2 separate regions of the Zea mays genome follow, and region 1 is linked to region 2. A link is a contact called in public Hi-C data. All regions are on one chromosome and are shown on one strand. The core of a region is the stretch at or near the end of the contact, and the rest is flanking DNA. Distances in the headings are between cores, read along the strand shown. Region 1 holds the start of LOC100283050. Region 2 has its middle 7.8 kb from the start of LOC103645214.

What was found. Hi-C and Micro-C count contacts between places; a contact is called where the count stands out from the background.
Region 1: a Hi-C map of leaf shows a contact between it and region 2, with 2.0 times the contacts expected there. The contact joins the promoter of LOC100283050 here to the enhancer-like site in region 2. A contact is called at or near these places in 4 of 25 Hi-C or Micro-C datasets (ear, endosperm, leaf and 1 more).

Annotation. Positions count from the first base shown.
Region 1 is chr1:205,229,001-205,235,612 of Zm-B73-REFERENCE-NAM-5.0, reverse strand. LOC100283050 reads left to right here and starts at 1,345. Exons shown (of 1, transcript NM_001155952.2): 1 at 1,345-3,101. The coding sequence starts at 1,796. The coding sequence ends at 2,722.
Region 2 is chr1:205,194,693-205,201,497 of Zm-B73-REFERENCE-NAM-5.0, reverse strand. No RefSeq gene overlaps it. Among protein-coding and RNA genes, the nearest start is that of LOC103645214, 7.8 kb to the left of the region's middle. Within about 2 kb of position 4,382, at least 17 of the 20 cell types and tissues checked have an H3K27ac peak or open chromatin away from gene starts, as enhancers often do. A contact at or near this core is called in ear, leaf and tassel, where this site is marked.

The DNA of each region.
Region 1 (6,612 bases), core at 96-2,595, 37 kb before region 2:
AAATGAAGCAACAAAAAATGTGAAGCGCATTGCTGACTTGGAGTATGCGCTATTTGTTCAAGTAGAATTGCACAGATCTGAAGTGCAAGGATTGAAAAAGAAACTCGATGAAGTGACTGAAAATTTCAATGTCGAGCAAATAAAGCGCGAAATATCTGATACTCAACGGCTGAGAGTTCAAAAAAATGTCGAGGAGCTTCGTCAAGCAAAAGAGGAATGCTACAATGTTGCCCTGGAATGTTGTAATAAATTGGAAGATAGCTTTGCCAAAATTGGTGCGTTCTCTACGGGGCAAAATTTTATTCGTGGCTATCCTGATTGAGTTATTCGGTGGATTAGCGGCGAAGCCGAAGGTTTTGAGGAGATTCTCGGTGATAGGGGAGACTTATACGCCTTCATCGGCGCCTGCGGAGCTGTGTCACTCCTTGAGAAGGTTGGCTCTGCGAGTATGCAAAGACTGTGGTTTAGCCAGGATTCTCGATCTCAGCCAACGACATTAAGAACCCTTCGGCCGAAGCCGCTGCGCTAAGTGGAAAGTTTTATTCCGAAGTCTGGTTGAGAGATGGCCGAGAGGTAGCTGACGAAGCTATCAGAAAAATGAGAAAGAGTCTCATGCTACTTTGGAAGAGACCCAGAAAACTGAAGAAATTGCAGAACGTACAAGACTTTAAGTATATCTATCGTGACCTAGCAGCTTCGTAAATGTACGGCAAAAGAAGGGAGGTACATCCAAAAACAAGAATGAGAAAATGTAAATCATTTATATTTATATAATGTTTGGGACGGACTTGGACTCTTTGTGCGCGAATCTTCTAGCGTTGTTTCATTAACATGGCTATAGAGAGATACTGCCTGCTCTTTTCTATGCAGGTGCAGGTCTACCCACGTCGAAACATATTAGCAGCTCCACTACACATATAAGCTGAGGGTATAATTCGCTATGGCGTACTAACCGGCCGGGCATTGAAACAGGGATCATCACGAAGATACGTTCGTGTGTACAGTAATAATGATCTACGTACTCTCTTCCTTTGTACATATACGTGCGATTTACGCGTATCATTACCCAAAATAGTGCGATTCACCCGTATCATTACCCAAAATACTGTTTTTACTGTAAATTGTATTGTTCGTAGAATAAAGTTTGAATATGATTACGTGGACCACTAAGAGTAAGTTGATGTCAATAACCTAATCAGTAGGCCAGCGAGGAAAAGAGCTCGAGCCTTCAGCAAGATCAGTAACCCCATTTTAAACCGGGCTGGAGCCATATCCCAACCGCAGCATAAACAGGATATAAACAGGAGCCAAAGCGACACCACCCTTTCGCTCTCGCTCTCGCCACAGGGCGACAGGTGCGCGTAGCCAGGAGACACGGCTAGATTGGTAGTAGTAGAGCGAGAAGCAGAGAGAGAGAGAGAGAGATGTGTTTGTGTGGCTACATCATCTCCCCAAGGGCACAGGCACAGGCACAGCAGCCGCTTGCCTGCCTGCAGGCTGCTGCAGGCTGCTGCCGCGCAGCAGTGCCGCTGCCGATGCGTCAAAATTAGCAGCAGGGGAGTGTGCACAGTTCACGGTCTGCTCTCTTTCTCTCTCTTCCCCTATTACGAGTCCCAGCAGCTAGAACAACACAAACCCTCTCCTGTAGCTAGATGTGTGGTAGTAAGCTCTCGCTGTTAACCTCGGCAAAGAACCTACTGGAAGTCGGAAGGGAAAAAGCAAAGTAGGAGTAGCTAGCTAGTATAGCAAACAAGCTCCCCCGTGTGCCGACGAGCCGCCGACTAGGTCAGCCGCCATGGACTTCGACGAGCACGATGACGGCGACGAGGAGATGACGCCGATGCCCGTGAGCTCGAGCTACGATGCGCCGATGCAGCCGGGGCTGGGACTGGGCGGAGGAGGCGGCGAGACCCCGAAGCACGGGGATTCTGCTGGAGCCGGGAGCTTCAGGACGCCGCCAGCAGGCGGCTTCGGGGGAGGAGGCGCAGGCGCAGGCGCAGGCGCAGGCGGTGGCGGGGCCACCAGGTACCGGGAGTGCCTCAAGAACCACGCGGTCGGCATCGGCGGGCACGCGGTGGACGGCTGCGGCGAATTCATGGCCGCTGGCGAGGAGGGCTCCATCGACGCGCTGCGCTGCGCGGCCTGCGGCTGCCACCGCAACTTCCACCGCAAGGAGTCCGACAACTCGCCAGCGGGAGGCGGGGGCGTCGCGCCGCCCGATCCCGCCGCCGCCCTGTCCCCGGCCGCCATCACAGCCTACGGCGCCGCCGTGGCGGCGCACCACCACCAGTTCTCCCCCTACTACCGCACCCCTGCCGGGTACTTCCTGCACCAGCAGCTGGCGGCCGCCGCCGGGCACATGCAGCGCCCGCTCGCGCTGCCGTCCACCTCCCACTCGCTGGGGCGCGAAGAGGGCGACGACGTGTCCGGGCTGATCGGCCCCATGGTGGTGGCGCCCATGATGGGCATGTCGCTGGGCCCGGGCGGCGGCCCGTCGGGGGGCTCGTCCGGCGGCTCGGGGTCCGGCAAGAAGCGGTTCCGCACCAAGTTCACGCAGGAGCAGAAGGACCGGATGCTGGCGTTCGCGGAGCGGCTGGGGTGGCGCATCCAGAAGCACGACGAGGCCGCCGTGCAGCAGTTCTGCGAGGAGGTCTGCGTCAAGCGCCACGTGCTCAAGGTGTGGATGCACAACAACAAGCACACCCTCGGCAAGAAGCCATGACCGACCGCCGGCCATTCGCTTCGCGCCGGCGCCTGCACTGTGTGCTAGCTAGGTACACCACCACTGATCGCATTGCATCATGGATCTCCTCCTCTCTTTCTCAGCACCGTATTGCTTGCTAGCCTTTTTTTTTTGGGGGTACTCCTCTCCTTGCCTTCCTTTTTTTAGAGTTTTAGCTAGAAATGTAAGCTAGCTACTTAGGTCAGTAGCGAGCAGCAGTTCTTGGATTTTAGCTACGATGGAGAAGACGGCCGTTGTTCTCTTGTCATCTTCATTATTTTATTGTACTTCTTTGGCTGTGTGTGTGTGTGTTTCGTAGATGAGACGATCATGACGTTGGTGTTGGGAAGGAGGAGGGCAGGGCATGGCCATTTGCCGATTTGGATGGATCTTGGAGATGTACGAGTCGCTTTTGTGTTTGCAATTTAAAATTTAGATCGTGTCTGGGGATTTGGGTTGCATGCATCGCCCCTCCTCGTGCTTGGGACTTGTCGAGAGCCGGGATTATTTTTTCACTCCGCGGCCAGGGCTCCTGTCCTGGGTCCGTCGTCCGTCCACCACCCAGGCAGGCTTTGGCTGCAGCTAGGGCAGAGGCAAGTTCATCATCGATCAGAACTCAGAAGCGTCTGTTCCTAGGGGTTGTTTGGTTTGGTGCCTAAGACGCCACAATGTGCCAAACTTTTCTGCCTAACTTTAGTTCTTCAATTCGAGCGCCTAAGGTTAGGCAGATTGTGGCGCCTTAGGTAGGAAACCAAACATGCCTCTAGTCTCCTACAGCAGCTTAGCCTGCCACTGCCTTGACCACATGCCAAGCGGCTAGCAGCGGCGCACTGGCGCATGCGCTTTCCAGCGTCACCGGAGTGTGGCAGGAGAGTAGTAACTAGGAGTACTGTGACCTGTTCTTGATCCGTCCGTCTCTCCATAACCAGCCCCATTTGCTTCTCAACATCTTCTCTCTCTCTCTACTACGTACTAAGTTAATGCTGGGCGACCAGCTTCACTGCTGCAATGTCACTGGCACTGCTCGGGTCCGTAACACATTTGATGCTCCCTTGCACAATTTGGGAGCAGGCAGCGAATCGAAGGCTAGCTGCTGCAGACCCGCAGTAAACGCTGATGGACGCGTGAGGGGCGCCGTAGCAGCATATATGAGCTGATCAATGAAGCTAGCTAGTGGTCTCCTTCCTCGCTTTTATTAAGTTTCGGCATCCTCCTCCTTTCCGCTTTTACTCCCACTTGTTGGTGGCGAGAGTAGGCGCGCGCGAGCGAGCTGCCGAGTTCCGCATTCAATTCCGGTTGTGGCCCTCGGCGCAGCATTTATGGCTACATTCTTCGCCATGCGATATGCGCAGCAGGAAAGCGTCGTCCATGGCGTCTCCGATCCGTATGGAGCTAGGAGAGCGGAGGCCAAAGCAGCCAGAGAGATTTGCCAGCCTTGCAAGCTCCCTAGCTACCTGTTAGCTCCATCTTTGTTTTGGAAGAAAGTTAAAGCACGAGGACGATCTGCGCTAGCTTCCTCTCTCTCTCTCTCTCTCTCTCTCTCTCTCTCTCTCTCTCTCTTCTCTCTCTCTCTCTCCTGGCCTTTTCCGCGCGCTGCCTTTGTTGCTCCGGGCGTCGCATGCGGCGGACGCTCCCTCCCCCGGCCCTGCGCTGCGCACGCAGGCTTTCCACACGAACGTACCCGGTCCGGTACCCGCCGTCGCGGCCTTCTTCCTCGGCATTCGATCGTCTGCACGCTCACGCACGCTAGGCTGGGGACGGACGGTGTGGAGTGAAAAGCGCGCGCATGCGGCAGTCGCAACGCAACGCAACGCAATGCGGACGGAGGTGCATATGGTTTCCTCTCCCGTCGCCTCCTCGACCGTGCTGTACTTTGGCGCGTCCCGCCATTACTGAATCCCCCCGCCCGCCCCCTTCCTTAATGGCCAATCCGGGGAAGCACGCACGCGCGCGCACGGCCCGCGTCAGCGCGGAGCGGGGCAAGTGCGCCGTGCCGTGCATGCTGTGCTGTGGGCGGTTGGCCGGTGGGCGCGCATGCAGGATCTGAATTCTGATGGATAGTGCAAGCTTTTGTTCTCTACTACTGCGCGGCTGGGGACTAGCTTGGGAGAAGAGAGGAGTGAAGGTGGCAGGAGTGGTCGACCGGGCACCGCTGAGCCTGAGCCTGAGCTGGCGGCGGGCTAGTGGGCTCTGTAGACCGGCGTGGACCACGGCACCGATCCGTGCCGTGCGCGCACGGGGCCGGGGGTCCCTCGGCGCGGCGCGGCACTCCGTCACGGAGACAGACGGGGCCTGGGCCGGCTGGCTGTCCGCCTACTGGGTACTGGCTAGGCCGAGCGGCCGGCGATGGCCTGGCCGCCACAGGATGGTCGAGGGGGCGTACGCCTGCCGTGGCCGTGGGGGGCCGGCACGGGAGCCGGAGGGATTCGCTGAGCTGAGCTGAGCTCCCGTTGCGCGGTGGAGTAGTACGTACTGGCCGGTTCCGACGCGTGCCTACGTCCGTGGTCCATGCCGCCGTGCTGAATGCCGGACCTCTGGACGCCTGGGGAATGGCGGGAGTTTGTTGTGCTCGCCTATTTGCTCCCACCAACTTGGAAATTTGCCCGACCGCATGCTCAGTTCGAAATTTTATTGGACGTGTGCATGGTGTAGGCAGGGAGGTGAACCTAGCGAGCTTAGCTTATTAGTTGGACGATGTGCCCGGGTTTATTTTTTTTTTTGTCTCAGCTTGAATTCGGATGCCGATTTTCTTACGAATCCAAAAGCTTATGGTTACTCCTAGTTATCCACATTTTTTATGTATATATGCATGGTGTGTGTGTGTAGGATATCTATTATTCTCTTGCGCAAATTAATAATACAGGTTAAGATAGATTATCATTTGACTAGAGCCGCCCCTCCGGGGGTATACACTAGAAGAACTGGCTTCTATAGATGCATAGAAGTGCCCTGGGGGTAATACCAGAAGAACTGGCTTATGTATAGATGTGTAAACGTTTGGTCTTAGCTAGATACTTGGGTTACACAGACAGATAAATAGATGTTTTCTTTAGTTTCGATCTTGTATATATATACTGATATTTTCCAAGTGGAAAACGAGCATGCATGTGGCGCAATAAATGGATAGCATTAATGATTTTCTTCAGTACCACACTCTTATACAAGATTAGTGCGTGAGAAACTATATGCATGGGATGGGAAAACAATAATGTAACAACTATGGGCAGTAGTATATATATATATTGTTCTATGGCCAACTTGGGATATTTTGTATGAGCAATTAAGCAGATTAAATTATGATTTCGGGTTCCATATTGTCATCAAGTATTGATCCGTTAGCCTATTACATACACCGTGACTTTTGATAGTCCACATGGAATTTTGCTGTAGAGTTGCTCTGAGCGCTTTGGTTAGCGGGACAGTGAAATATCCTGCAGGCAATGACTACCTGGGTAGTTTGGTAAATGCAGCATCGTCATCTCATGTGGAACAGTAAAATGGATTCCGTAGAAAAGGCTGAACCATCAGCTGGCTGCTGGCATACCCAGTCCCAGTGATACTGCAGTACTACTAGTGTGCATAATGGATGGCTTCATATATATATTACACCCGGTTGGCATGTAGATATTGGAGTACAGCATTGGAAATTGGAATTATTTTTCATAAATTCTATTATTTAGTTGCACGTGAAATTGAGATTTGGAACCAGAGTCTCAATTCTTTGAAATTGGACTATAACTAGAAACCTCTTCTCCCAATACAAAGCTCCAACCCTCGGTATTGCGTGGAATTAGACCGTACAATTCCAAACTCGACTTTATTTTGTTTGTCCACGTGGAATTTAGCTGTGGAGTTGGTCTGAACGCTTTGGTTAGCGGGGAATATCCTGC
Region 2 (6,805 bases), core at 3,133-5,632:
CCTTTTGGCATGCTTACCATTATCTACCTCCGATCTACCAGAAGTGAGACGAGTAGACAAATAACTATGAAATCCCACATCACCACAGAGCTTGAAGCCAAATTAGACATTAACATGTCCTTGGTCCTCGGAGCCAGAAGAGTCATATGTCTTGACCACTAGACTACTAGTGATGATCATTTGTGATAGAAATATGAAGATCTTGTAGAGACCTGTTGTATCCTCTCTACTCCTGATGATTTCTTCATATGAGGGCAGTAATATTTGTTGTTAAAGATGGATCCTGGCGGACACCAGTCCTATTTTCATTCTTGCCAAGCAGTTATCATCATTTGCTTCATCAAAAGCTAGTTACATGGTGATTTTCCCAGATAAAAAGTGAATTCTTGGCCTTGTCTGTTCTATTCCAAAGCTTCTCTTTTTGCTGAACAATGAAGAGATCAAAATAATGCTTTATAGAACAAGTTGGTATATAATATGAGGAGAAATATTTGCCCTGCTGGCAACACCATAAATATTTGACTATTGTTATAAGTTCTCTCCCAAAATTATAATACCTAAAAAAAATGTTGCATAACTTGAAACCCGATTTCAGACCGGTATGAGTAATTGGGTAAACAATGGGCAATGGTAAAACGAGTTGGACTATACATCTCTGCATAACAAAAATATCTACTTGGCAGCATTGGCATTACGCCGTGCACTTTACTACCAATATAAACACACACATTTTTCCTATGTGCCTCAAAGCACAATGCAACCAGTGAATGACTTTGTGAGCGTTAGACCCTGATGGTCATTTTACTTGTTGATCTGAAGTCAACTAATGGCTCCAAACAAATGGTATGCATGAGCCCCTGAAGGACCCTTATGGATAAAATAGTGTTGCGCATATCAGTCTAAATCTTAAAGATTGACTATGCATTTGGTAGTAATAACAATAAGTTTGCAGAATTGTAACCATGAAGCAACTTGTTGTTGCGTGTCTCGCTGGATGTTAAGAATAACCCTTCATGTTGAAGGACAAATATGTAGTATTCATGCCACTACATTAATCTAAGTCCAAAGCTCACTGCATAAAACCTCTCTCTGTAATGTGCGTAAGATTTCCCAAATAAATCACCACAATAGCATACATTGCCCACAACTAGATGATTGTGGTTGGGGATTTTATCTGTATGCTTTTAAAACATCTCGGCATTAGGGGGAGGAATGCCCATATAGTGTAATGCCTCAATATTCTATAAAACGCACAAAAGCTAAACTGAACCTGTCGTTCGGTGTGTACTCCTATGTATATGGAGTTTGCCAGAAATCGTTGAGGAGTAACCATATTGGTCTGAATGCTTCTACCTGATGTAGATGTGGATATACCCGGGATTAATATCATATCCACATTTGACTTATTGGTATTTGATCTATTCTCGGGGAAGCCTGCGAATATGATCCATCAGCCTTAGTCAAAGCATATGTTATGATTGCAGATTCACGTGGTCTGTGATAACTTTCCTCCGATTAATTCACCCTGATGGTGATTTGCCTCACGAAGAGGTTCATCTTAATGATGAAGTTCCTAGCAATGCGCGCAATATCATTGTGCTGGGAATACGGAACAATGAATCTTTCGTTTTTGGGAAACGACGAAGATCATTATTAAATGTGGGAGACAAATGTGTCTACATCTATCTTACCTCTCTAGATTGCAAACGGATCCAAAACAAAGTCCTAGGCATGAGTGCTTTAAGCTCTCTTATCGGGTCATTGATAAATGCAATCGAGGCTGAACCAATAATCGCAAAATGAAAGTCACGAGCTTGAAGTTCGGACATTTATGGGCACTATTAAAATAATGTGTGGTGAATGCGATGGTTCAAGTGGTCTTGTGAGAGACCCATCCCACATATGTGTTGAATAAACACTGTTCCGCTATGTAATATATCTGGCAAATGGCATAAATTAAAATATGCAGTTAATAGGATTCTGAAGATCCGTCATGAGATCCTAGGAGGACTCATATATTTGAATTATAAATATGCAACATATAAATCTCATACCGAATAATACATTCCTGATGAATGATCACTCTCCTATGTAGGGAGAATATCTCCTAGATGAGATTATAGTTCCTTAATGGAACCTTTCCAGAAGAAATAAAGTCTGTGTTAAACACCAAAGTTTGATAATCCCTATAAAGGGATAAAGACCTATACAGACCCGAAAAAGAATAAGATGAGGTACCAAAGGACTTGAAGTTCACGGAATAAGCACATGTGCATTCCATGAGTTTTACTCATGGTAATTTCCACTAGATGTGGAATTACGGTATCCTCTAAAGCCCTGATGGCAGAAACCTATAAGGTTTAGGTGTTACTGGCAACATATCCCCATTATGCCAGAATGACAGACTATAACGATGTATCTGATCGATGAAAAATCCCTGATGGATTACGATCTTAGATGGACTTTTGTTACACCATCATAGATGTTGCAATGGATGAACGCCTGAAGCGATGTGTCATATTTAGAATATGTACTATTGCAACTATATTATCCCCTAAGTCCTATATGTTATTTGCTTTGCACAACTATGTATAAATTGTGGTGTAAGATAGAAAATGATAGCACCCCAACCTCATCCATTCTCGTTATTCCAGATGAACAATGAGACATATATCTTGAAGAATATGTTTGAGTTATGAGGGATAACGACTTTGACAGATGTCATCGTCAGGGGGAGCGAATTCTTATATTGCTCACAATCATGAGACATAAATGACATATTCTATGCCCTGAAGGCATGAGCTTGATGATCAATATATGAACCTTTATGGAACTTTCTATCAAATATATAGATCCAGTCGATCGAACACCATCAGTCAAAGTGGCTTATTTATATTGATATGTGCACTTACCTTGTATATCCTAAAAGTGAGTAGAGGTAAAGTTCCTGAAATAGTCCTTGCAAGGATATACAATCTGTTTGCTAAATCTTTATGTGCATATACTTTCAGAAGAAAATATTTTGCCATATTGATACAGTTTTGCAAGGATCAGGGGGAGCACATTTCTAAACTTAGCCTTTGTAGAAGATTCAGTAGAATCTAGATCCCAGAGGATCGAAATTTGTCCCGATGACAGATGTTGTACTCTTTTTCTCTTGGTGAGTTTTCTTGAAGTTTCTCACATGAGGTTTTTAACGAGGCAACAAAGTGCAAATGCAATTTGTATCACCATGCACTCTTTCTCCACTTTTTCCCACTGGGTTTTTTTGGAGTTTTAACGAGGCATGTATTGGTCGCGGTATTCGCCCAAGGGGGAGTGTTGAGAAACCCTAATGAAGGGTTATGTGGGCAAATACCGAATATAGCCCTGAGGGCTATCGCGTCTCTATATATAGAACCTGTACCCCCCATATGGAATAGAGATCAGAAAGAGGCCAGAGGCCCAACCCTATATTCAGTGTCTCGTGTGTTTCCTCTGTCGTGCTTATGGGAAGGGAGACGGGTCCTCTACATCTTCTTGCGCCTCTACTGCTGACGGGAGGGAAGAGGGAGCGGATCTGGTGATCCGTGGTAACGTAGTTCTCAACAAAGAAAACCTAAAGTGGCGTGCATGCATGGCGACATGGATTCCTTGGGCCGGTCGCAGCGCGTCCGTAAGGTTCCAAAAGGCCCAGCCTCAGTGCCACTTACTGCTGTCCAATTTTTTAAAGGCCCCTTTACGCTGCAGTTTAGGAAGCGCTCCAATAATAATTTATGAGCTAACTTAAACATTTTATTTCATATTTTAACAAAAGAAACTTGACCAAATCTAGATTTATATGTGTATTCAAAATTTTATTAGAGATTATTACAATAGATCGAGCTAGTAGTAAAGTATGCTTTAACTGTTGCGGGTGGTCTTCAAAGACGACTGCGTGCATTGGGATCCGTCGCTCCCTGCTATAGGGCCATAGACAGGCACCCTACTAGGCCCGCCTTGTAGCTAAATAGTGCCAGGAGCAAGCAAGCAAAATGTGCGGCCGTGGCACGGGCACCCGTAATGGCTGAAAGACTCGTAGAAGAAGGCTCGGCAGCACCCGTATCTGCCAGCAGAGCAGCGCCGGCATCCACGACCACACAGCAGCACGCCACGTCGCCACCGACGCGGTGCGGCGTCCAACGCAGCCGCTGTCCGCTCCGGTGCCCACTCCATCTGTGGATATGAACTGTAGATGTAGACGCCCGACTGCACGCCACGCAACGCACTGCAGACCACACCGTCACAGTTAGGACTGCTGGCTCATCTCATGTTCCTTTCCTTTGGCTTGGCGGGAGACTGTAGTGGGCAAAGGGAGTAGTGACGTTCGGTCGGATCATTTGGCAGACTGATGAAAACGAGCCAACGCTCGTGAAAGTGGAATGCCCTGTTCCGTCAAATCTGGTGGGCTCACAATGGCCCCGAATACTTGCCGGGAAGAACTGGGCTTTTAGGCTGACGAAACGCCAGTGTCTTTTTGTTTTTTTCAAGGGAACTTTGAAGCCTAACAATGATGTGTAGGCCTGGCCTATTAGGGGCAGGCGGTCCCCCAAATTTCCTTTTCCGTGTGGTCCATATATAATAATAATATTGTTAAGTAACCCCTAGTTAAAGTTACGTGGGCAAATACCGACTTTGTCCCTGAAGGTCTCACGTCTCTATATAAGGAACTTATACACCCCTTCATAATACAGAGAAGAGAAAGAGACCAAAGGCCCAACCCTATACCCTGTGTCTTGTGTGTTTTTTTGTCGTGCTTGTGGAAAGGAAGACGAGTTCTCTACAGCTTCTCGTGCCTCTACTGCTAACGAGAGGGAAGGGAGCGGATCAGGTGATCCGTGGTGACGTATTTCTCAACACGTTATCAGCATGCTCTACCTCAACGTTGCTGTGAGATCAGATATGCATCAACTCTTCGTCAAGCCGGCAGGTCCTCCGGCCTAGCCGAACTGTCCTACGCGACAGACTTCGATTCCCCTCTACGCAATCGAGTGGTATGTGTTTCTAAGTAGATTGGATATTATCCTCGATCTCGACCAGCGCGTCGTTCAACGTCTTGAACGTCGTCTGCGCCCGGGCGTCAGAGGTCCACTAGGGGTTGTCGCGCCGATTAGGTATTACTGCGCTTCCACAGGAGTAGCGCATGCAATAACCGTATAAAGCGGTGGCTACATTAATAAAGGAAGAGAAAGGACCGAGTCACAACTTTTTTTTGCGTCGCTCGAGCGGGTGCATGCACGGCCGAGCTAATTGCATGCATGCGTGGGAGGTGGAGGTAGTTAAGAAAAAAAACTCTCATGTGCTCTCTGGTCTCTGCCGAACTCTCTTTTTTGTTGTTAAGAATTTGTGGCTAAAAATTGGCGCAATTGTCTTGTTAAAGTTTTATGAGTTTCTTACAATATAAAATATTGTACTATCTATATATAAATTCATGTTGAATTAATCAACTTTAACATAATTTTAATTTATATACATGCTCCATATTATTTATTCTTTTTATTTCCTATTGCAAATAACAAGTACAATAAAGCATGTTTTATGTTACAATTTCTAATTTAATTAATTATTTCCCGCAAAAAATAATTAGTAAAAAAATACATGTTTAAATATGGAAAATATTTTTTACACCTAATATGTTATGCTCATGCAATAATTTTGGTGTCTATTTTTCTGCTTTTATTTCTCGTAGCAGATATTTAGCAGCAAATTATTAAAATGCATGTAAAGTCTATATTGTCCATAATTAAACCGCTCTAAATATTTGTGTTGCATTGAGCTTCAGACTCACGCCGAGCGATTAAATTGTATAGTGGGTACTCGGGCGCACCGATGAGGTTGTGTTATTAATCGGCCGAGTTTTAGCATTGGCTAAGCATTGACTGCGCCTTGGCAACACGACGCAGTATTTGTGTCGTACGAACTTGGTTGCGTCATGTGATTGCTATGTAACACTCTCGTTTTATCGGACAGCTCCCCTTGAGTCGAACCGTCATCGCTGAGTTGCATATTTTTCGCATGCCCTGTAGACACTGTCTGTCTACCGTGATCATCGAGCCACAATTGCGCATTGTCGGGGACCATAATTAGGGGTACCCCCAAGACTCCTAAACTCGGCTGGTAACCACCATCAGCACAAGCTGCAAAGGCCTGATGGGCGCAATACAGGTCAAAGCTCCGTCCACTCAAGGGACACGATCTCGCCTCGCCCGAGCCCAACCTCGGGCAGGAACAGTAGACCCAGGTGGATTCACGCCTCGCCCGAGGGCCTCCTCAAGCAACGGACACTCCATCAACTCGCCCGAGGCCCAGCTCGGGCAGGCTTCGCAGTGAAGCAACCTTGGCCAGATCGCCTCGCCAACTGACCGTATCGCAGAAGCATCCAATGCAAGGATCGCCTAACACCTTATCCTGACGCGCGTTCCTCAGTCGACAGGGCCGAAGTGACTGCAGTCACTTCGCCCCTCCACTGACTGACCTGACAGGAAAACAGCACCGCCTGCCCTGCTCCGACTGCTGTGCCACCCGCCAGGGTGAGGCTGACAGTAGCCGAGTCCAGCCTCATGCGCCATAGGAAGCTCTGCCTCGCCCGACCCCAGGGCTCGGCCCCCGCCTCGACCTCGGAAGACGATCTCCGCCTCGCCCGACCCCAGGGCTCGGACTCCGCCTCGACCTCGGAAGACGGTCTCCGCCTCGCCCGACCCCAGGGCTCAGACTCCGCCTCGCCCTCGGAAGACGATCTCCGCCTCGCCCGACCCCAGGGCTCGGACTCAGCCTCGACCTCGGAGGA